Linked DNA regions of Mus musculus: regions 2, 3, 4, 5 and 6 are each linked to region 1. A link is a contact called in public HiCAR-type, HiChIP or PLAC-seq, Micro-C and promoter capture Hi-C data. All regions are on one chromosome and are shown on one strand. Each heading gives the region's core, a stretch centred on a gene start, on an enhancer-like site or on the middle of the called end of the contact. The rest is flanking DNA. Distances are from core to core; before and after follow the strand shown.

The links. Promoter capture Hi-C pulls out the DNA fragments that hold promoters and counts their contacts. A called contact is a pair of places that touch in the nucleus more often than the background predicts. HiCAR-type assays count read pairs that join an accessible place to other places. HiChIP or PLAC-seq counts read pairs in DNA pulled down with a chosen protein or histone mark.
Region 2: a contact with region 1 is called in an H3K27ac HiChIP or PLAC-seq map of thymic regulatory T cells, with 6 times the contacts expected there. The contact joins the enhancer-like site here to the promoter of Dnaja2 in region 1. A contact is called at or near these places in 6 of 39 promoter capture datasets (3T3-L1-derived adipocytes, embryonic stem cells, frontonasal cranial neural crest and 1 more) and 6 of 115 datasets of contacts at active chromatin or transcription factors (acute myeloid leukemia, embryonic forebrain, embryonic stem cells and 2 more).
Region 3: a contact with region 1 is called in a promoter capture Hi-C map of liver, with 2.7 times the contacts expected there. The contact joins the enhancer-like site here to the promoter of Dnaja2 in region 1. A contact is called at or near these places in 7 of 39 promoter capture datasets (the 3T3-L1 cell line, 3T3-L1-derived adipocytes, the HPC-7 cell line and 3 more) and 8 of 115 datasets of contacts at active chromatin or transcription factors (acute myeloid leukemia, bone marrow-derived macrophages, embryonic forebrain and 4 more).
Region 4: a Micro-C map of embryonic stem cells shows a contact between it and region 1, with 8 times the contacts expected there. The contact joins the promoter of Siah1a here to the promoter of Dnaja2 in region 1. A contact is called at or near these places in 17 of 39 promoter capture datasets (the 3T3-L1 cell line, 3T3-L1-derived adipocytes, the C10 cell line and 12 more), 1 of 484 Hi-C or Micro-C datasets (embryonic stem cells), 9 of 115 datasets of contacts at active chromatin or transcription factors (embryonic forebrain, embryonic hindbrain, embryonic stem cells and 6 more) and 3 of 9 other capture datasets (adipose tissue, embryonic stem cells and macrophages).
Region 5: an H3K27ac HiChIP or PLAC-seq map of SST interneurons shows a contact between it and region 1, with 7 times the contacts expected there. The contact joins the enhancer-like site here to the promoter of Dnaja2 in region 1. A contact is called at or near these places in 14 of 39 promoter capture datasets (the 3T3-L1 cell line, the C10 cell line, HPC-7-derived erythroid cells and 9 more), 2 of 484 Hi-C or Micro-C datasets (CD4 T cells and forebrain) and 11 of 115 datasets of contacts at active chromatin or transcription factors (the NIH/3T3 cell line, SST interneurons, acute myeloid leukemia and 8 more).
Region 6: a contact with region 1 is called in a HiCAR-type map of astrocytes, with 11 times the contacts expected there. The contact joins the enhancer-like site here to the promoter of Dnaja2 in region 1. A contact is called at or near these places in 19 of 39 promoter capture datasets (the 3T3-L1 cell line, the C10 cell line, HPC-7-derived erythroid cells and 12 more), 2 of 15 datasets of contacts at CTCF or cohesin (the NIH/3T3 cell line and stem cell-derived epiblast-like cells), 6 of 484 Hi-C or Micro-C datasets (cerebral cortex, cortical neurons, forebrain and 3 more), 22 of 115 datasets of contacts at active chromatin or transcription factors (the 230-238 cell line, the NIH/3T3 cell line, SST interneurons and 16 more) and 2 of 9 other capture datasets (adipose tissue and liver).

Annotation. Positions count from the first base shown.
Region 1 is chr8:85,553,777-85,556,873 of GRCm38.p6, forward strand. Dnaja2 (DnaJ heat shock protein family (Hsp40) member A2) reads right to left here and starts at 1,585. Exons shown (of 9, transcript NM_019794.5): 1 at 1,394-1,585; 2 at 141-200. The coding sequence starts at 1,471.
Region 2 is chr8:86,786,619-86,789,715 of GRCm38.p6, forward strand. No RefSeq gene overlaps it. Among named protein-coding and RNA genes, the nearest start is that of Gm39215, 38 kb to the right of the region's middle. Within about 2 kb of position 1,448, at least 61 of the 459 cell types and tissues checked have an H3K27ac peak or open chromatin away from gene starts, as enhancers often do. A contact at or near this core is called in 3T3-L1-derived adipocytes and thymic regulatory T cells, where this site is marked.
Region 3 is chr8:86,765,588-86,768,684 of GRCm38.p6, forward strand. No RefSeq gene overlaps it. Among named protein-coding and RNA genes, the nearest start is that of Siah1a, 21 kb to the left of the region's middle. Within about 2 kb of position 1,469, at least 119 of the 459 cell types and tissues checked have an H3K27ac peak or open chromatin away from gene starts, as enhancers often do. A contact at or near this core is called in 3T3-L1-derived adipocytes, acute myeloid leukemia, bone marrow-derived macrophages and 1 more, where this site is marked.
Region 4 is chr8:86,744,592-86,747,688 of GRCm38.p6, forward strand. It overlaps Siah1a (siah E3 ubiquitin protein ligase 1A), which reads right to left and starts at 1,415. Exons shown (of 2, transcript NM_009172.2): 1 at 1,226-1,415. It overlaps Gm10638 (predicted gene 10638), which reads left to right and starts at 1,108. Exons shown (of 1, transcript NR_027829.1): 1 at 1,108-2,469.
Region 5 is chr8:86,712,363-86,715,459 of GRCm38.p6, forward strand. It overlaps Lonp2 (lon peptidase 2, peroxisomal), which reads left to right. Exons shown (of 15, transcript NM_025827.3): 13 at 950-1,157; 14 at 1,541-1,731. Among named protein-coding and RNA genes, the nearest start is that of Gm10638, 32 kb to the right of the region's middle. Within about 2 kb of position 1,634, at least 41 of the 459 cell types and tissues checked have an H3K27ac peak or open chromatin away from gene starts, as enhancers often do. A contact at or near this core is called in SST interneurons and stem cell-derived neural progenitor cells, where this site is marked.
Region 6 is chr8:86,583,637-86,586,733 of GRCm38.p6, forward strand. No RefSeq gene overlaps it. Among named protein-coding and RNA genes, the nearest start is that of Abcc12, 19 kb to the left of the region's middle. Within about 2 kb of position 1,660, at least 93 of the 459 cell types and tissues checked have an H3K27ac peak or open chromatin away from gene starts, as enhancers often do. A contact at or near this core is called in SST interneurons, VIP interneurons, adipose tissue and 10 more, where this site is marked.

The sequences.
Region 1 (3,097 bases), core at 335-2,834:
GCAATAGGTTTTACTAAGGTCATTTTCAAGTAAATTAAAATAACAGCGAAAAATTCACTCTGTAGGCATAAATGGACTTTCCTTTCTGGGAGGGTGATATATTTTAAGTTTCAGTTTAAGAATAAAACTCAATGACTTACTTTGTCTCCAGCATTTGGATTCTTATCAGGGTGGTATTCTTTGGCTAACTTTCGGTATGCCTTCAAAAAAGATTTTGGATAAGAGTTATACACAGCAAACAATTTAAGATATTCACTTTTCTGAGAAGCAATGTTCTAAAGTTACAGCCTTCCAAAAAATGTCACTTATTATTTAACGTTTTCCACTTCAATAGTATTTACTAATAATATACCCAAAGTTACTGAAGAAAAATACAAATAAAACAACAAAGAAGATACTGAAACATTTTTTCTTTCTTTTTTTACAAACTATTATCAAATGTCTTTGATGGCCAGTAGCCAGACCAAGGAGACCACAATAACCAAACAAATTTTAGATTGAGTGACTACGTTTTACAGAAACTCAAGCACTACTACAAATTAAGCATAGGATACTTCTACCAAGTATCTCTCCCCATGCTGGCTGGCTCCTCTGCCTGCCCTCTAACAGGACACCCAGGAGGTCCTAAGTGATGTTTTACTCGCACACGGTCGGCTAACTGGGGTCTTAGGTGGTGGTGAAACTACATACTTTCAATTAAGCGATGTGGTTAAGCACCATGTAAGTCCTCACACAGACTCATGAATTATATAACACAGCCTACCATTTCCGGTAGGGTAACAGGAAGTCTTTTTCTTTGGACTTTACCAGTCCCAGTACTTACGGGACATTCTTATTTTTCTCAGTTTACAAATGCGGATTGGATCCCGACAGCCAGAGAAGATGCTGACTTTATTAATACCCCAAGTCCCGAGATGATTTGGAACTACTACAAAGGACAACAATAAGACGTGTCTTATTTTTAGGGAGTGCACGCTCAGGTGTTTGGCTGGGGCACACGACTCATCCCCGAAGCGGCCACGGGGTATTTAGATCTCCAGCCCACAGAACAATGCTTCCAAACAGACCCACGCCGCTCCAGCTGCCGGGCGAGCGAGGCTGAGGGAGGAGCCTGCTCAGCGCCGGGGGCTGCGGCCCTCAGCCCCACACCGGCGCCGGCGGTCAGCTCCTCCCCGGCCCGGCGGCGCGAGCACCGCGGTCCGACCTGTTTTTCCGGGTGGCCCCGGGCGCCGAGCTGGCGGGCCGCGTCTGCGCAGGGCCGGGCGGGCGGAGGCCCAAGGTCAGCCGAGCCGACTGCGCCCCCGCCGCCGCCGCGCCTCAGCCCGGCTCAGGCCGCCCAGACCGCGCAGGCCCCGCGCCCTCGCCCCGCCCGCCGGCCGGCTCGCTCCAGTACCTTCTTCAGCTCGTTCTCGCTAGCGCCGGGAGGGACGCCCAGGATGTCGTACAGCTTCGTGTCGGCCACGTTCGCCATGGCGGCCTGCCGGGCAGCACTCGCAAGCAGGCGGCGGAGCGGAAGGAGCGCGACCCGGACCACGAGCGGCGGCGGCGCAGGCCGAGGAGACGGCGCGGGGAGGCAGGCGGGGCTGAACTTTGACCCGGCGCAGCGCCATGACGTCGCCACAAGGCCCCGCCTCCGGGGCCGGGCGGGGCGGGGTTGGGCGGTGGGCGCCCGAGAGCGGCTGGTGGGGCCCTTTCCTGTCGCCGCTCCGTGACGCGCGAGCGACCGCGGAGTGGAGGGGAGCGGTGTGCGGCGTTCATAAAGAACTCTCGGTGCGGCTGAGGCCTGAGGGAAAGAAGCCGGCGTGGAATCCTCACGGGGTGGTCCCCCCGGGGCCACGGTGAAAAACAGCACGTGGGTGTGAGTGTGTGAGGTTCCCAAATAGCGAGTTACGCCCGTGATGTGATTTCATCAACACCTTCACTAACTCATTTCATCTCCTTAACTTCCCCCTCAGCACCTCTGCGTAGGGGAAACAATTTCATTCATAAATACTCAGATTTATACCTAGCAGACGAGGTTTTAAAGGCATAGCCATCCTGTCACATCGGAGGAAAGGACAAATCTTTTTTACACATTCCCAGTTGGTTTCGGGGCATCCAGATAAACCAAAGTCACCCTGTTCCACCGGGATCATGTGTTCAAGTGTCTCACTTGACAGCTTTAAAATTAGCTAACGCCAAAGGTTTGGTTGGCATAAGACAGTATGGCAGCGTGCCGGCACTTGGTGGCTGTCAGTCGAGTTTCGTTTTGCTTTAGCTTGAAAGATTTCTGTGCTTTACCACATTCCAGAATGTATAGCTTGCCTTCCAACTGGTTTTCCGATAGTAAAACACTTCTGGTCAGTTGAAAACCTGAACTGGGAAACAATTGCTCATTGGCCATAAGTCTGTCAGTGGAGGTGATACACCTTTCTTGTTATTCTTCTTGACCGAGTTTTGGAGGTCCTTCACTGCCGTGCTAAGACTTCTGAAATTTAACCTGAACGCTCAGAAGAGTCTCATGAGAAGTTAGATGCTCCTTCTGCTATTCAAAATGCCCCTTAACCTGTAGTGTTTTCCTTAATTCATAACCTGGTGAACCTTCCTGTCTTATTTGATGTTCGTTTTCCTGATAAGTATGATTTATGACATGAATGCTGTTCTCACATGTGAGTCAAAATTCTTTAATAGAATATAGCTTATCTATCTGGTTTCCAGGACTTATTTGGAGGTTTCTAGCAGGGGACCACAGCTATTTTATACCCTTTTGCCAAAGATTAGCCTCTCTTCTTGATCAAATACCCAGTTTCAGGAAGGGACATACAAAGAAGAAGAGGGAACACTCACCCACACACCCAGATCAGCCAAAATAACCCTGGGGCAGATGTTGAAGTCAGATCATCCTTCTTCTGACTTTGAATTTTACAAAGACCCCTAATCATTCAAGAGTGTAAGTCCTGAAATTAGATTGTATAAGCTGGGAGCTTGGCTCTGCCTTCTTTTAACAGTAAGCTTGGCTCTGCAATGTATTTTCTGAGGTTACTTCCTCAGTGCAAGATGCTATTTATTTTTAATGGTATTTATGGTCTGGGGATGAGGCTTAGCTGGTAGAATGCTT
Region 2 (3,097 bases), core at 198-2,697, 1.2 Mb after region 1:
GGTAGACATGACTCTACTTACTTCCCTGCGGCTCTTCTGGGTGGGCGGAGACTTAGGATGAGCCTCCGGCATCCTTCACTGGAGGCAGAGGCAGAGGGGAAGAGGCTTATTGTTTGGCAGGATGGGAGAACTTGAAGGCAGTGCTGTTATTTATAGGCTAAGTGATGTCATCTTGCTTCCTTCCTACAGCCTAAAATCCCCAGAGCTCCCTTCTAGTCCCCAGACCTCCTTTTCTCCCCAACCATCCTTGTTTGGTTTCTGTAGGTTTTTTGTTTTAAAATTTTATTTTTATTTTATGTGTATGAGTATTACCCGACATATATGAATCCATGCCATGTACGTGCTTGGTGCCTGTGGAAGCTGGGGCGCGGGGTGGGGTGGGGTGTCAGATACCCTGGAATTGCAATTACAGACAGTTGTGAGAGTCCGTGAGGGCCAGAAACCAAACCTGGGTCTTTGCAAGAGCAATAAGTGCTCTTAACTACTGAGCCATCTATCCAGCCTTGTTATTTATTGATTTGTTTGTTCGTTTTTTGTTTTGTTTTGTTTTCTTATGTTTGTTTTTGAGTTGTTTTTGAGACAGGGTCTCACAGTGTAGCCCATGCTGGCTTTAAACTGACAAAAATATCTGCTTCCCTCTGCTTCCCAAGGGCTATGATTAAATGTGCGTCACCATTCTTAGCTGTTGTTTTAGCAATAAAATATTGATTTCCTTAGTGCCTGATTCCTCAGAAATTCAAAAGGGCAGCTGAGAAATAATAATTCAGCCACCTAACAAGTCATTTTTTTCATTTTTGGACTCTATAGCCCAGGCTAGCCTCAAACACACTAAGCACCCGTCTGGCTTCATACCTGAAATTCATTCGGCTACCTAATTATCCAAGGCAACATTTATGGGGATGACTGCGCGCAGGACCTGGTTCTTTCTCTCTATTACTGCTGTGGTCCATCCAAGCCAACCTTCTTCTCCCAGCTTTGCAGATGGGAAAGCTGAGGCATGGCAAACAGAAATCTCCTTCCCAGGGTCATTTAAGAGGCATAAAAAGCAGAGCCCGGCCCCTCCTCCACAGGCGTACAGCTCAGAACGCAGCTCCTGTTTCTGGTGTTGGAGGGTTTGTGGGTGGTGGCTGACTATTAGATGCAATGGCTGTCAATGACTGCAGAAAGTGGGTTTGTTTGTTTTGCTTTGTTTTACTGTTAAAAGTGAACCTGAAGAACTAGCTCATTTCTGGCTCTAATTACAAGTAAGATCGCTTTTCCTGATGGTCATCTCCCATCATTCCTCAGCACGGAAGCCAGGAAACACAACTCTTGGAACATAAAGTGTTTGAGAGGAAGAGAATGAGAGCGATAGAGACTGACCCGAAAGCCCACTCCTGTCCTACTGGACCCCTTCCCAGTCGTGGGGCAGCCAGGCCATGTGGAGAGATGCCAGTGCGCAGTCGCGTGGGCTGCGGGGCCAGGGCTGCCACAGTCTGTGGTTTGAGTTGTATGTTTGTTTTTGTTAGAGGGAGTTGAGTTTGTTTTTTTGGCTTCGTTTCATCATCAGGAAAATATCCAGACCCAACTGAGGTGCTTTTGACCTCATTCAGGCAGCTGAGCCCAGAATTCCCGATGCCTCTGGGGAAGCAATGAAAGTGTGTGTGTGTGTGTGTGTGTGTGTGTGTGTGTGTGTGTGTGTGTATGAGAGTTCTTTTCTTGGCTTTTGCACTTCAAGGCCTATGCTCTTGTGCAAGCATTAAGGGTTGCTCTATTGCTTAACACGGGGGGCGGGGGACACAGAGGCCCTGAATTAGAGGACTATGAGAGAAGATATCTTTGACCCCTGCACCCCATTTAAGCCTCAAGTTAGAGACAATCCAGAAGCTTCGTAGGATGGGGAGCAGAGGGGTACTGCTGGGCACTCCCACGTTCCTTCCTATGAGAGGTCTGTCTATAATACATGGAGGAGGATTCTCAGCAACAAGCTTTGAGGACAGCTGGGCCACTGTGTCCTTGATAACAATCATCTGATAACCCCACCCCCACCCCCGAAGCAATCATAGGCAACCCTGAGAAAGAACTGAGTACCCAGAGTTGCCCTACATGGTGTGCTTGACGAATAATATGTCCAGAAAAGCAAAACAAAAAACCCCACATCTGTGTTGAAGATTCTGTAGGTTGACTGACTGATTAGAGCTTTCCTGGCTGGAAGGGTGGAATGTTGTAGATCTGGAACCAAGTTATCTCTTACCTTGCTCCTAGCGATTCCTTGCTGACCTCCATGTTTGATCTAATATCCTTTCTACTATCAGTTTTCAAAACCTTTGAACTGCACTAACCTATAGGTCACTAGCTTCCACCAACTCCAAAGGTAAGAATGTCATCAGATAGCATCTGAGGCCACAGCTGAGCTACTCTGCTATGTCATGTCTGCCTGTGGCACTCAGCAGTGTATTTGGTTGTCATTAAGGCACTGATTTACCACTTTCCTTTTAGTGACTGGTAAAAACTCACATAACCATAGCCACATTAACTTGCTTTTTGAGGCAACCTGAATCTAGGTCCCCTGGCCATAGTTATTCATTTTCAGCTCAGAATAAATGACCTTTTGTTCTATTTAAGGTGAGAGCCGTGTTTAATCTCAACACGAGCAAAAGGTGAGTCAGGAAAAAAAAAACTAACTTGAGTGTTAGGGGAACAGGTTTCTTTCCCCTAAGACACTAGGTTTGCAGTCAGACACTAGTTTTGCTGTCACTGGGCATGGTGGCATTTCTCTAGAGAACATACCATTGCTTTGAGGAGCTCGAGGTGGCTCAGAATAACCACAGAGTCGAGGGAAGAACAGCCTGTGTCCACCCAGCACAAGTGAGCTTCCTAAGGGAGACTCCACACCACAGCCTCTTCTGAAACGGATTCTCATCTCCCAGCATCCTGTTTGCCCACTCCCTGTGTTCAGGTTGAATAGCCACATACCAAACATCTGTCACCAGCAGCTGAGGGCATCAATTTTAGTGTGTGGAACTCAGGGCTCATTTTTGTGTTATCTGGACTTTTCCAGTTGTTCCTACGCCATTGCCTGCCAGGACTTCTGTCCCACTTGGCACTCTGATACCAC
Region 3 (3,097 bases), core at 219-2,718, 1.2 Mb after region 1:
TGGTGGAGCTGGAGTTGGAGCCACAACCTGGAGTAAAATCAGCATGTGGTTGTGGGGGAAATTTTGGACTAGACGAGTAACCAGTGTATCTCGTGGAGTGTGGGCTCAAGGTGCCAGCTGGAGAAGGTGACACATGAAGAACAGGAATGTGTTGGAGGGTTGAACATCACAACAGAGGCAACGGTGGTCAAGATGGAGAAAGGAAAGAGGCCAGAGGGAATCCACCGGGGAAAATTGTGTTTGCCTTTGGCCTGGTTGTGGAGAGACACGTTGAGTCTCATGCTTTCAGTGGGAGTGGCAGAAGGCCTTTGCCATCTTGTTTCAGAACAGTAGCTTGGCAAAGGTATAGCCTCCACCCAGAGACTCCGTCCCGCCTTCCGAACAGATCTGAGGGACTCAACGCTGAGTCATGGAGTTTAAGATGTTAAATGTGGGAAGCTTTTGTGTCCATGGCTAATCAGCTCTCACTTTAATAGCTGCTATTAGGATCTGAGGTCCTTCCATACTGGGTGCCTTGAACTTTTCTATCCCGTGAGAGAAAAATCAGAGCCCCCACCTTCCAGTTCTCCTCCTATCTTCTTTAAAAATACTACTTTAAAGGACCAGGGTGGTCTAGAACCTAGGGCCTTTCTGGGTCCATCTCTCAAATGCTGGGATTACAGGTGTCCACCACCACACATGGCTCTTCTTTTTCTGTTTTGTCTTTAAGATTTTTTAAAAATGTGTATGAGTGCTTTGCCTGTATGTATGTGCACAGTGACTGTAGAGGCCAGGAAAGAGTGTTCGATCTCTGGAACTGGAGTTACAGACAGCTGTCAGATGCCATGTGAATGCTAGAAAAGGAACCTGGGTCCTCTGAAAGAGCATCAAGTACCCTTAACCATTGAGCCATATCTCTGGCCCTCTTCCTTCTTATAATACAAGCAAATGGACAAGTCTGTGTGCTAGGTGACACCTTTGAGAACCTTGCCAGGCAAAACCTTTGCGCTGGCATACGATAAGCAGACTTCTTATTCCATTCTACCAAAGGTGACGCTTGTCCTGAGTCCACACTTGCCGTAAGAAGGCTTGCTTCTCTGTCACCTTTGACAATCAGCTCAGCGACTCCACCTCTTAAGTCCCCAACAAGCCCCAACTCATCAGAAGTAGGCCAAGGGTCACACTCTTGAGCAATTGTGAGGCAAGGGCAGGGCAGCCAGCCACCCATGTTCTCTGCCCTCAGCATTCCTGCCTCAGGCCCTTCTCAGGTACAGGTGAGGTGACTTCCTTGGGGTCTTTCAGAGTTCAAGGGTAGGTGACATCCAGGAAGGGGGCTTTGCCCTTGAACTCGTAGAATGAACCAGGTATCTTCCTGATTGTAGTCCTGCCCCTGCCTTGGCACTCACGCAAGAATCCACTGACATTTCTCCACACCTCTTATGCGCTAATTACAGAGGTTTTGTCCACACACGTGACCAACCTCTTCTGCCAGCTCTGAGGCAGCCTCTGCTAATGGAAATACTTTGAGGTAGCCAGGGTAAGGATATCATTGCACAATCCTTGCCTCAGCCAATTTTTTTTTCCACTAAAAACCAATTGTTACTTAGCAACCAAAGCAATTTGGCCCAGCTCAGAAAATTATCCATCCTTAAATAGTACACTAAGGTAGCCTATACCCGCTCTGTCTGGAGGGCTTGGAACGTGGCTTCCTTAGAGTGAAGCATTGCTTGTAATCCTTGACAATTTTGCTAAGGTAGGATTAGGCAACAGACAGATAAAGAAATGTATTGTTGACTGATGAAGGTGGCTGGTTGTCGAAGGAGGAGAGGATGGGGTGTTCTGAGAGCCAGTTAAACATCATCCCTCATTTCCAAGACCCACGTGCCTTGCTAGTCACAAAAACCCTGGAGACAAGTGGGCAGCTCAGGGAGGGGCAACACTTAACACCTCTCCCTCTACCCAGTGGTGGCCTTGAGGTTGTAGTCGTGGCTGGATCCCCGAGAGGCAGCAGATAGATTGGGCAGCCTTCTGAGCTTGTTCCAAGACTTCCTCTCAGTGCCTGCACTGGCTAGAACCATTTCTCACATCTTTTTAAGCATTGTCAAATGCTATGCTCCTATTTGGTTTTGAGCTTAGTTGCTAACCAGGTGTTGGTGTAACAGTGTGCTCTCAGATTCTTAGGAAATTGGAGCAGGAGGATCAGAACAGAGAATCCGAAGCCTGCCTGGGCAACTTAGTTGATCCTAACTCAAACTAACAAAAGGGTAGTGTGGTGCTGAGGGTGTACTTCAGATAGTAGAGTGCTTGTCCGGCATGTATGGAGCCCTAGTCAAGTCTCTGCACCATACAAAACAGCGCAGTAGCACAGGCCTGTAATTCCAGCACTCAGGAGGGGGAAGCAGGAAGGTCAAGCAGTGTGAGGTCATTTTCTACTAGATGAATTTGAGACCAGGTGGGTTACAGGAGACCCTGTATCTTGATAGACAGACAGATAGATAGAAGATTTTATATATATATATATATATATATATATAGAGAGAGAGAGAGAGAGAGAGAGAGAGAGAGAGAGAGAGAGAGAGTCTAGGATGTAGCTTAGTGGTAGATCACCTCCCTATCATTTGCAGAGCGCTGAGATCAATTGCCAGTACAGAAGAAAAAAATTAAACTGGTGATTCACCCAGTCTGAGAAGCTAGATAGTAAGTAGAAGAGGGTTGGTGAAGATGAAGATGATGAAGATCATACTACCCCCTGCTAGGAGTTGTAGACAAGGTTGGTTGGTGCCATTTGGGGAGCAGGTAAGGAGATAGAAAAGAAACTGGTTCTGATAAAGATGTCCAGGCAGCACCAAGCACAAGCGAGATAGATGAGCAGAAGTGTCAGTGTTTGAGTCCGAGTGGAGGTGTTTGAGATGACGTGGGGACAGGATGATGGGACAATCCTCTAAGTCATGCTATAGAGCTTCTATTTCATCTCATAGCTGTCAGGGAGCCAGAAAGAGTCCAAACAAACAAGTAGCTAGGTTTGTGTCTGGGCAAGACCATTCTAGTCACCAAGTTCTAGAGGGCTGGAGAGAGGCCAAAGAGGCTTCAGGGAGCCAGGGACGGGCTGTTGCAATGA
Region 4 (3,097 bases), core at 165-2,664, 1.2 Mb after region 1:
GTTAGGTAATTGAAGTCCTTGAAAGTGAACTGATCCATAAACTAAACCTGCTTAAAGGAAACTTCAGTGACTTTCCAAATTCCACCACGCATTCACATCCCTTATCGCTCAAATCCCCAAATTCCATCATCTCACAAAGCATAGCATTCTGTCCTCTAAACCCTTTCATTTCTTAAAACAGTAAAACCCAAATACTAACCCGGTTTTATATAACCCGATTTCAAACATTTTGGGCTATGTACTTCCAACGCATCCATGCCAAAATAACTTAAGCGAATTTTATGAGGCAAGGACCTTTAGCAGTAATCATTTACTGTAATAGCTTAGCACTTACTAAGAGCTCTCTGCACATCAACTATTTCCCATCTCATCGGTTCTCAATAGGCTTGAGACAAATACTCTCCATCAGACCCATTTTGCAGATTAGCAAAATGAAGCACCAAAATCGTGCCCAAGGTCACAAACCCGTGGGGCAGGATTGGAATCAAAGCAGGAGGGCAGAGTTCGGAGCCCATGCTCCAAGCGCTTTTACAAGTTAACATTTCACCCTGGACAATAGCCTAGCAAGAAATGGTAAATGCTCAACGCTAGAAAGAGCAGTAAGATCCCTGTCCTACATCCACGTTCAGGGCTTCCATGACTTTGACAAATCAGCTACATGGCCTCATTTACCGAATGCACAAATGTAACTCTTATGCCAGGGCAAACAAATTCTGTATCTTTCCAGGAACAGACGGTCCGCAGCGGCCCAGGGCGTACACACTAAGTTGCATCTGGGAGCTTGGAGGGACCCCGAACTATCCCGCAAAGGAAGCTGGGCGGAGCAAGGCTTAGGCTTAAAGGCTGGAGCTGCCCAGGCGGGCGTCCGCGCGCTCGCTCGTGGCGACATAAACAAGGGAGGAGGCTGCGTTCTTCCCCGCACAATAAAGGCGCGGGTCCGGGGGAGGCCGCCCTCCCGGAGCCGCCGAGGCAAGGCCCGACCGCGGCCCGCGAAGCGCGCGGCTGACCTCCGCCATGTTGGCCGTACACCGGGCCACACAACAAAGACTGAGCGAGGGCGCGGGCCGTAGTCTCGGCGCGCCCGCCCGCCCTCCGCCTCCCGGAGCCGCCGCTGTCGGCTGGGCCCGCCCGGAGAGGCCGAGACAAAGGCGCCGCGGCTCCGCGAGGGGACCCGCCGGCCCTCCCCGGGCCGCGGCCAGCTCCTCCCTCCAGGCCGCCCGCTTACCTGTGGGCGGAGAGCGCGCCGCGGACCCCGGCCCCGTCTAACGCGCCCGGTCGCCAGCTGCCGCCGCCGCCACCGCCACCGCCACCGTCACCGCCGCCACCGCGGGCCGCGCCTCCACCTCTCCCGGCACCGAGACCGACGGGACACCCTGGGCCGCCGCCCTCGAGAGCGCGCCCGCCCGGCAGCCCGGCTTCCCTGCCGCCGCCGCCGCCGCCCCGCGCGCTCTCGAGCTCGCCGCGCGCGCCCGCTAAGTACCACACACTGCGGCGGCCGCCATGAGCGGGAGCGCGCACCGAACCCGGCTGGGCGGGGCTTCCCACGGCCACGCACGCGCAGAAGCGGCTGGCGGCTGCTGCCCGCACTCGGTGGCGGTTGGCGTCGAGACGCTTCGGTTACCGGAGCAGCGTCCCGAGCATCCCCACGAGGCGGCTGCGCTGTCTCGGGCCGTTACTGTGGGATTGACTGGGTTCGCGCCGTCCTCTCTCCGGGTCCGCGGTCTGTAGCGGCCTCCACGACCCCACTCCTGGAGGAGAAGAGGGCCGCGCCTCCCGGTAGGCTCGTTGAAAGCTGGCCAGTAAGAAGCACGCCTTTAAGTCCACTTTCCCACTCATCTGGGAAGCTGATGTTGGGGACTGTCCACCCTGCTGCTTTAGGTTAAAAAACGGAGCCGTGCACTAGGCAAGCAGAAGCAGGATCTTCACAAGTTTGGGGCCAGTCTGGTTTATACAGAGTTTTCTGGGACTTCCCGGGGAGACCTTTTATCCAAAATAAATGAAGACCTCATCTCAAGGGTTACGGGTGCTTTCGTGAGGAGTGGTTGCCTGGGCTGAGACTCAGTCCCCAGTTGCGAGTGAAGGGGTAGAAACCTTTAGATTTGATTCTGGGGTGTGGGATTGTGTGGAGGTCAGAGGACGAGTTGCGAGTGCTGGGGGTGGAGCGCAAGTGGCCAGCCTTGGTGGCAGGGCCTCTGCTGAGCCATCTCGCAGAGTCCCCGTTAGTCTTTCCATGGATGCCTCTGTCTGACTAGGTTAACCGAATGTAAGGCGTTTACAAATCCTGAGCAGATTTTCAGGGAAGAACTGTAGAAATGCAATGCTGTGAGAAAAGTACTTTTTCTATGGGGTTTCAAGAAAGGAAGAAAAGTCTCCTCTCAGCCTTCCATCAGCACAAACTCCGCCCTCTTCCAGAACTCAAATTTGTTCTCAATGAATGTTCAGCTTTCCTCAATGTATTTGTAATCTGTGCTTGTGTTGATATTTCTATTCTCGATCTAGTATCTCACTGTAGCCCTTCCTCTGAGACCATTAGCACAACCAAACAGTTGAGAATGTAAATTAATTAAGTTAAAAGCACCATATACTACAAATCTGTTGGTCCCCAAAGCTCAACAGCCAGATAAGGAGCTTGCATTATGTAGGTTCATGAAGATTGTCGATATTAGTGGTGTTCTTGTTCATTTAAAATACTTGATTTACATAGGGAGTCTAAGATAACCCATCATAAACTCTGCTTTGTCATGAAACTTACCAAGTAGGAAGTCATACATTCACTCTCATATTCGTTGGACAAATGATAATTATCAACTAGTCCTGAGAATACTAAATCATCAACTAGTCCTGAGGATATTAATCATCAACTAGTCCTGAGAAACTAAGCTAGGCACTTAAGTATTATCTAGCAGGAGACACAAATATAAACTTACTGCTACCACTGTGAGAGAAAAAATTCCCAAAACAAGTGCCTGGTACTAATGAAATATCTAACTCAAGTGTGTGAGAACACAGGTGTCTACCACAAAACCAAAAGACAAGAAGCAATTAACAAGATTGGGGGAAGGCTGTAAAAGGTAGAGACATTAAGGAAGTAGAAAAA
Region 5 (3,097 bases), core at 384-2,883, 1.2 Mb after region 1:
TTCATTGTAAACACTCTCATCTATTTGTGTTGTTTTTAAACAGCACTGACCTACATATTTATCTTTTCTTTTTCAAATATAGAACTGAGCAGGTGCCAGTGCTAGAGGGAAGTGTGTGGGGTGAGCTGGGCTGATGCTGAAAGCTAGCTAAACTGCCATCTACCTGTGAAATTAAAGGTCAAAATGAACTCTTAAAGTTGGCCACCTACCCAGTGGCTTCACTGATGTCATGGTTTCCACTGCACACAGCTGCTAGAGCACCCAGCTCGCTCCCAGGAAGCGGCCAGTCTTTGCTATTCCATAGTGAAGCCAGGCACCTGACAGCAGAGAAGTTGCACATTGGATTGTCCTTGGTGGCACACTGTGCTTATTCTCTGGAGATATGGGGGTGCAGTCAAAGTTAGCATTGCTGTCTTCCAGATGCTAATCTGTATCTTCATACCTAGGGTGTATTAACCAGTAGTTTATCAACTAGACACATAGCCCCAGCTAAGCAGCTTGTTCCTCTTAAACTGGCATCCAGGTAGCACTGCCCTGAGTCTAGGATATCACCAAGGAGTGGCGACAGAAAGCCTGTGAGAGCTATAACTTGTCAGATAAGTGTTAGTGAGAAGATTGTTGCTCCCTGAAGCTCACATACTAAAAAGCCAGCCAGGCTTTGGATATGTAGAGATACACAGTCCATTGAAGATACCCTGAAAATCAAGGCATATGTACCTAGACCCAACTACTCTTGGAAGTCAGTTCCTCACCCATGTGTAGAGCTATATACATCTGGTGAATGCTAAATAAGAACATCCAGATAGTGAGACATGTGACTCAAAATAATGTCAGGTAATAAGCTGTCAGAAGTTAGTGCTTAAGTTTGCAGTCTTACAAGACAGTGTGATTAAAGTGCTCTGGAAATAATTTCTGCATGTTGTCATAACTAATATTTTCATCTTTCAAGGTATCTGAGCGTTTGAGTCAACCTGGAGTGGCAATAGGGTTAGCATGGACTCCCTTGGGTGGCAAAATCATGTTTGTGGAAGCAAGTAGAATGGACGGTGAAGGCCAACTAACACTGACCGGCCAGCTTGGGGACGTCATGAAGGAGTCTGCCCATCTCGCCATTAGCTGGCTTCGAAGCAATGCAAAGAAATACCACCTGACTAATGGTACATGGCCTAACTGCAGTGGGACACAGCTGGGAAGGAGGGCCCTGGACCGTAATCCAGGGAGTATCTAACTAACTCTGAGACAAGGATGACACCATTCACTAAAGTCCCGGGTTTGGCTTCTGAATCCATAGAGACTCAAGTGATCGCGTTAGACTATCTGGCTGAGTCCCTGAACTAGATACAGAAACAAACCTTTAAATCACACTTAAGAGAGAAGGAGTCTTACCGTCCAGACCTCACTCAAAGTACACTATCCATTAATATCTTTAAGCATTCATTTATACAAAGCATTCATTTTTGTGTTTGATTTTATTCAGAGAAAAAAAAAACTGGGCTTAATTTTTCTACATTAAATCCTTTCTTTTTCCCCCTTTTTAAAGCTTTTGGAAGTTTTGATCTTCTTGACAACACAGACATCCATCTGCACTTCCCAGCTGGAGCTGTCACAAAAGATGGACCATCTGCTGGTGTTACCATAGTAACTTGTCTCGCCTCACTTTTCAGTGGGCGGCTTGTGCGCTCAGATGTAGCCATGACTGGGGAAATTACGCTGAGAGGGCTTGTTCTTCCAGTAAGTATAGAAAACAGATCATGTACTTGTAATATTTATTTAAATTAGTAATTTTAAATTTACATGAATAGTAGCTTTCTGTAAAAACTTTGGCTAAAAATTTTAAATATTAAAATTTTAATACCTGTAACTAACTTATATTTTAAACTTTTGGTCAAGTAAAGAACGCCTGACCATCTCCCAAGTTTCCCTATGATCTAAAAATATTTAAGGGAAAAGAAATATCAGTGTGGTTATAGAAAAATCAGCCGTTCATCAGAATGCCTGCAGTCTCTTCTCTCTTCTTAGCAGTGAGGTGTGCTGCGTGTACCGTTGGCTTTCAAGCTCATTCCATGCTTTTTCAAGTTCCTTTGAGACATCCTAGCACCTTGTAGGAATCTTAAGAGTACCATAATTGGCAAGATTTATAGCAAAACAAGTTCAAAAGTCCTGCCTGGATCTGCAGGTTCCTGGGCTCCAGTGGGTATCCTGACCTGCATGCAAATGCTGTGGGAGCACCCGGACTTAGGGCTCTGTGACTGTGCCAGGACTTGTCTGACAGGACAAAATGTTGACGACAGAGCCATAACAAGAAAAGGAAGAGGAGGATGTGCAGCAGCAGCAGCAGCAGCAGCAACAAATATTCTTTTCCCTGCTAAAGTCCTTACACGGATGAGAGTAGGTTATAGACTCACTAAAGGGGCCAGGCACTTGCAAAATCCGAGCAACTCAGGAAGATTGAAGCAGCGTGGGCAACCTGGTGAGACCTTGCCTCAAAGTAAAAAAGATCTAGAAATATGGCTCGGTAGCAGAGGACTTGCTTGTTATTAGTCTTTCATGTAAGACTTAGTTCAATTCCTATTGAAAACCACTAAAATTATTGTACTCCAATATTTTCATTCAACCATGCAAGGACCATGAAAAAAAATAATAGAATTTTTAAAAAATACTTGCTAAGGCTGAAAAAAGGGGAACATTTTAGATTTTAGTTTAGAATTGGTTAAAAAAATGACTAAACATACATACACATATCACATATATATGTGGTGTGAGTGTGTGTGTGTGTGTGTATCATCTTAAAAGCAGCATACAGTCTAGCCAATTAGGCTAGAGTAAGTGTTGAAGGTACTGAGCCTGTAGGCATCGTTCTTGTGGCTCAGGGTCTACCTGCATGCAGGCCTCAGTCCTGGGTCACTGAAGAGGAGGACCTGCTGCGTGATGCACAGGAGGCCCAAGTCGTCTGCACCTTGGGGTTTTCCCCAGGCTGTGTAGGGCAAGTGATCCAAGATAACAATCCAGGCAGAAGCTTTCTTTTAATACCTTATCCTTGAAATGCACATAGCATCACTTCCAGCATAGTATGCTCCACACAGACAAGTCACAAAGC
Region 6 (3,097 bases), core at 410-2,909, 1.0 Mb after region 1:
GAGTGTCTGAAGACAGCTACAGTGTACTTACATATAATAAATAAATAAATAAATAAATAAATAAATATTAAAAAAATACTAAACCCAAAGATGGCTGAAGTAAAAGATTTGTCAACTGCTAGATACGCTATCCATAAAAAGGCCAGGTCCTGGACCAGTGTCTGCAAATTCCCAGTAGCAGGCTAAGCAGCCCCCTGGAAAATGTACTCCATGGAGCAGAGTTGGGGGCTGGCTTTATTTATTTATTTATTTATTTAGCCTTGGAGAAGGGAACCCTGACTGACACTCACCTCACCTCACCCAGCCCAACCCCCAGCTACAGACACAAGGGGTGGCTGACACAGAATAAGAAGCTTGGAGCAGGACATGGGTCCTTAGAGCTACATCCCCCATATTGGATGTTTGCCTGTCCCTCTGGTCCTTTCTTCTTCTGTCTTAGATCAAAGTGCAGACAAGTCTGTTCAAAGCCAGTGATGGGGTTCTGAGCCAGACACCCCTCCTGCCAGAGTGAGGATCCCTCTATCAGAATAAATGTTATTTATTTATATCAGATAAATGTTGTTATTAATCTGTTCCCATGCCGTGGGCCTCTTTGATTCTCCAGTGTATTTTCAAAACCTTTTTTTTAATGTCCAAGACACGATATGTAGAATTACAGATAACCAATTAAACTAAAAGAGTGCTATGTTAAAAACAAGGCAGGATATTATGAAACATAATCTACTGTGTTGACGCTCTAAGTAACATAATCTAGAAGGAGGTCTAATGACCACCAAGAGTCCAAAGCATCAATACACGTGAGGTTTGTGAAAACTGGGGCAACCAAATGAGATTTGAGAACGCCCATTGATGCCGCCATCCTCGTGAAGGTCGTGGATATGATGTATTTGATTACCTCCATTATGATAAAGGGAAAATGCTAAATTTCCATTAGTAAAAATAATGACATTTTTTTCTGTTCTAGCCCACAGGCACATGGACGACAGACAGGTCAGCTCTCAGACTGGTAATCTGTAAGGTTGCTTCTAACACAAATTATCTAGATGAGACAAGGGGATGTGTATAAAATGTGTTAGGACGTCAGTTTTGTTTTGTTTTGTTTTGTTTCTGGCAAGCCCCCGCTGACCTAGAACTCTGTAGACCAGGCTAGCCTCAAACTCAGAGATCTGCCTGCCTTTGCCTCCTAAGTGCTGTGAGTAAAGGCTCTTGCCACCAGCCCTATGTAAGAATTTGACAGTCTGAAGAGTTGGCACCAGAGTATCACATAGGTGGAAACTGCTTTTGTTCTGAGAACTGTCTGTTAGTCATAGTGGCCCATACATATACCCAGCCACATGAAAGGTTAGAACTGGAGCTACAAGTTCAAGGCCAGCTTGGACCACATAGTGAGTTTGAAACCAGCCACTGCAGAGTGGCTTTAATAAATTTGCTCTGAGTGATTTAGCTGCTGCTGACTTTGAAAATAATCCCAGAAATAGAGATTGATGGAAGAGATCGGGGCTGGGGAGGTAGGTGGAGTCCTGTGGATCGGTGGCAGTAGCCTCTTTCCCATCCTCTGACTCAGGGATCTGCGTTTTTCTGTCCGGATTCCGTGTAGATCACTGCAGTTTTGAGTCTACGGAGCCTTCCTGCATTACTAGGAAGAACCTGCCATCTGCTGGCCAGCTTGAGTAAAACATGAGGACCCTCCTGAAGGATGATGGCTGTTTGGGGAGGGCGTTCTGGTACAAAGGCCATTGCCACAAAATAGGTCTGGGAGGGACAGATATTTTCTATTAACAACTCTGGACTTGGAAGAAGCCGGATAGGATGGCACTTAGAAGGGCCCTTCGATTGCTCTTTGGGACTCCGAAAGTAACGAAAGGGGATAAAAGATTGAAGAAAAAAAAAAAAGTAACAGGGAAAATAGCTATTGAGAGAGAGAGAATGAGGATTTACAGTCAAAAAATACCCCACAAAAAGAAACAGGTGTCACTGGAGACGCCTCCGGGCGGAAGAAGATGAGAACATTTCCCCGCCTTCGGTGTAGACCGTGTTCTTCGGTTCTGAGATCGCATCGCCCTCAGGCAAAACTGTTCCTTCTGCACTGAACGTTCTTCCGACCCCATCCTTCTTATCTAAGTAAATGTTTGTTTGCTGCCGCTCTAGGGAATCTGCAGCAAGTCCGCTGGGCAAGCGAGCTCTATGGAAGCTCAGCTCAGCTCTTTGTCGACACCTCCTGGCACTGCTCTGGAACTGCCTGCTGACTTGTTTACTGCTTACTTCGTGTCTCCAGAGATCAAAACCCCCAGGCAGGGTATCATTTAAAGGCAGCTCTATCCTACTGTGAAAAACTATGCGAGACTATTAGCTTACTGGATTCATTTTTCTTGTGGAATTTTGAGGAACTTGGTGATCACAATTTGAAAACAAATAAAAATGCGTTGACACATTTTTTCCCCTAGAGATCTTCTGCCTAGAAGTTGAAAATCATTTCTTTTTCTATTTCAATATCTGCCAACACCCTTGAGGGGCCTGCCGGCATCCATAGCCTGCTCATAGCAAAAGCCTCGCGATTCTAGAGAGGGAACCCCTCCATTCAGTCCATGTGACTTGGAGCTGATCCTGTCCTCCCACACAGGAGTGACTGGGCCTGGCAAATCCAACTTCTAATAGCTTAACATGCTTGGTTCAGAGATGAGCATATGACTGAGCTAACCCAATGAGAAAATACCCTACTTTGAAACCTTGACTGAGAATTTCTGAACTTGGTAGGCCATGGTCCTGGAGCTTGTGGTCATTTGGTGCCGCCAGAAAGTGGAAAGTGGCCAGAAGTAAAGCCAGAGGTAAGACGGTGTCTACAAGATCAACATTCTTTCTGTACTGGCTCCAACCCAGAACTTTTACTGGACTTCCCCATTCCATTCCATGAGCCATAGCTACTGGGAAGACTTTTATAAAGAACATATTTTAGACAGTAGCTATCCCAGTGTCCAGTTAAATAGGAAGAATAAGGGAAGATGAAGGTTGGGGGTCAATTAACGTTTTGTCTCTAGGAATGTCCCTTACTCTCAGTGTACTGTGGGGAGCAGAACGCCACCCTCCCTTTCTCTTTCTC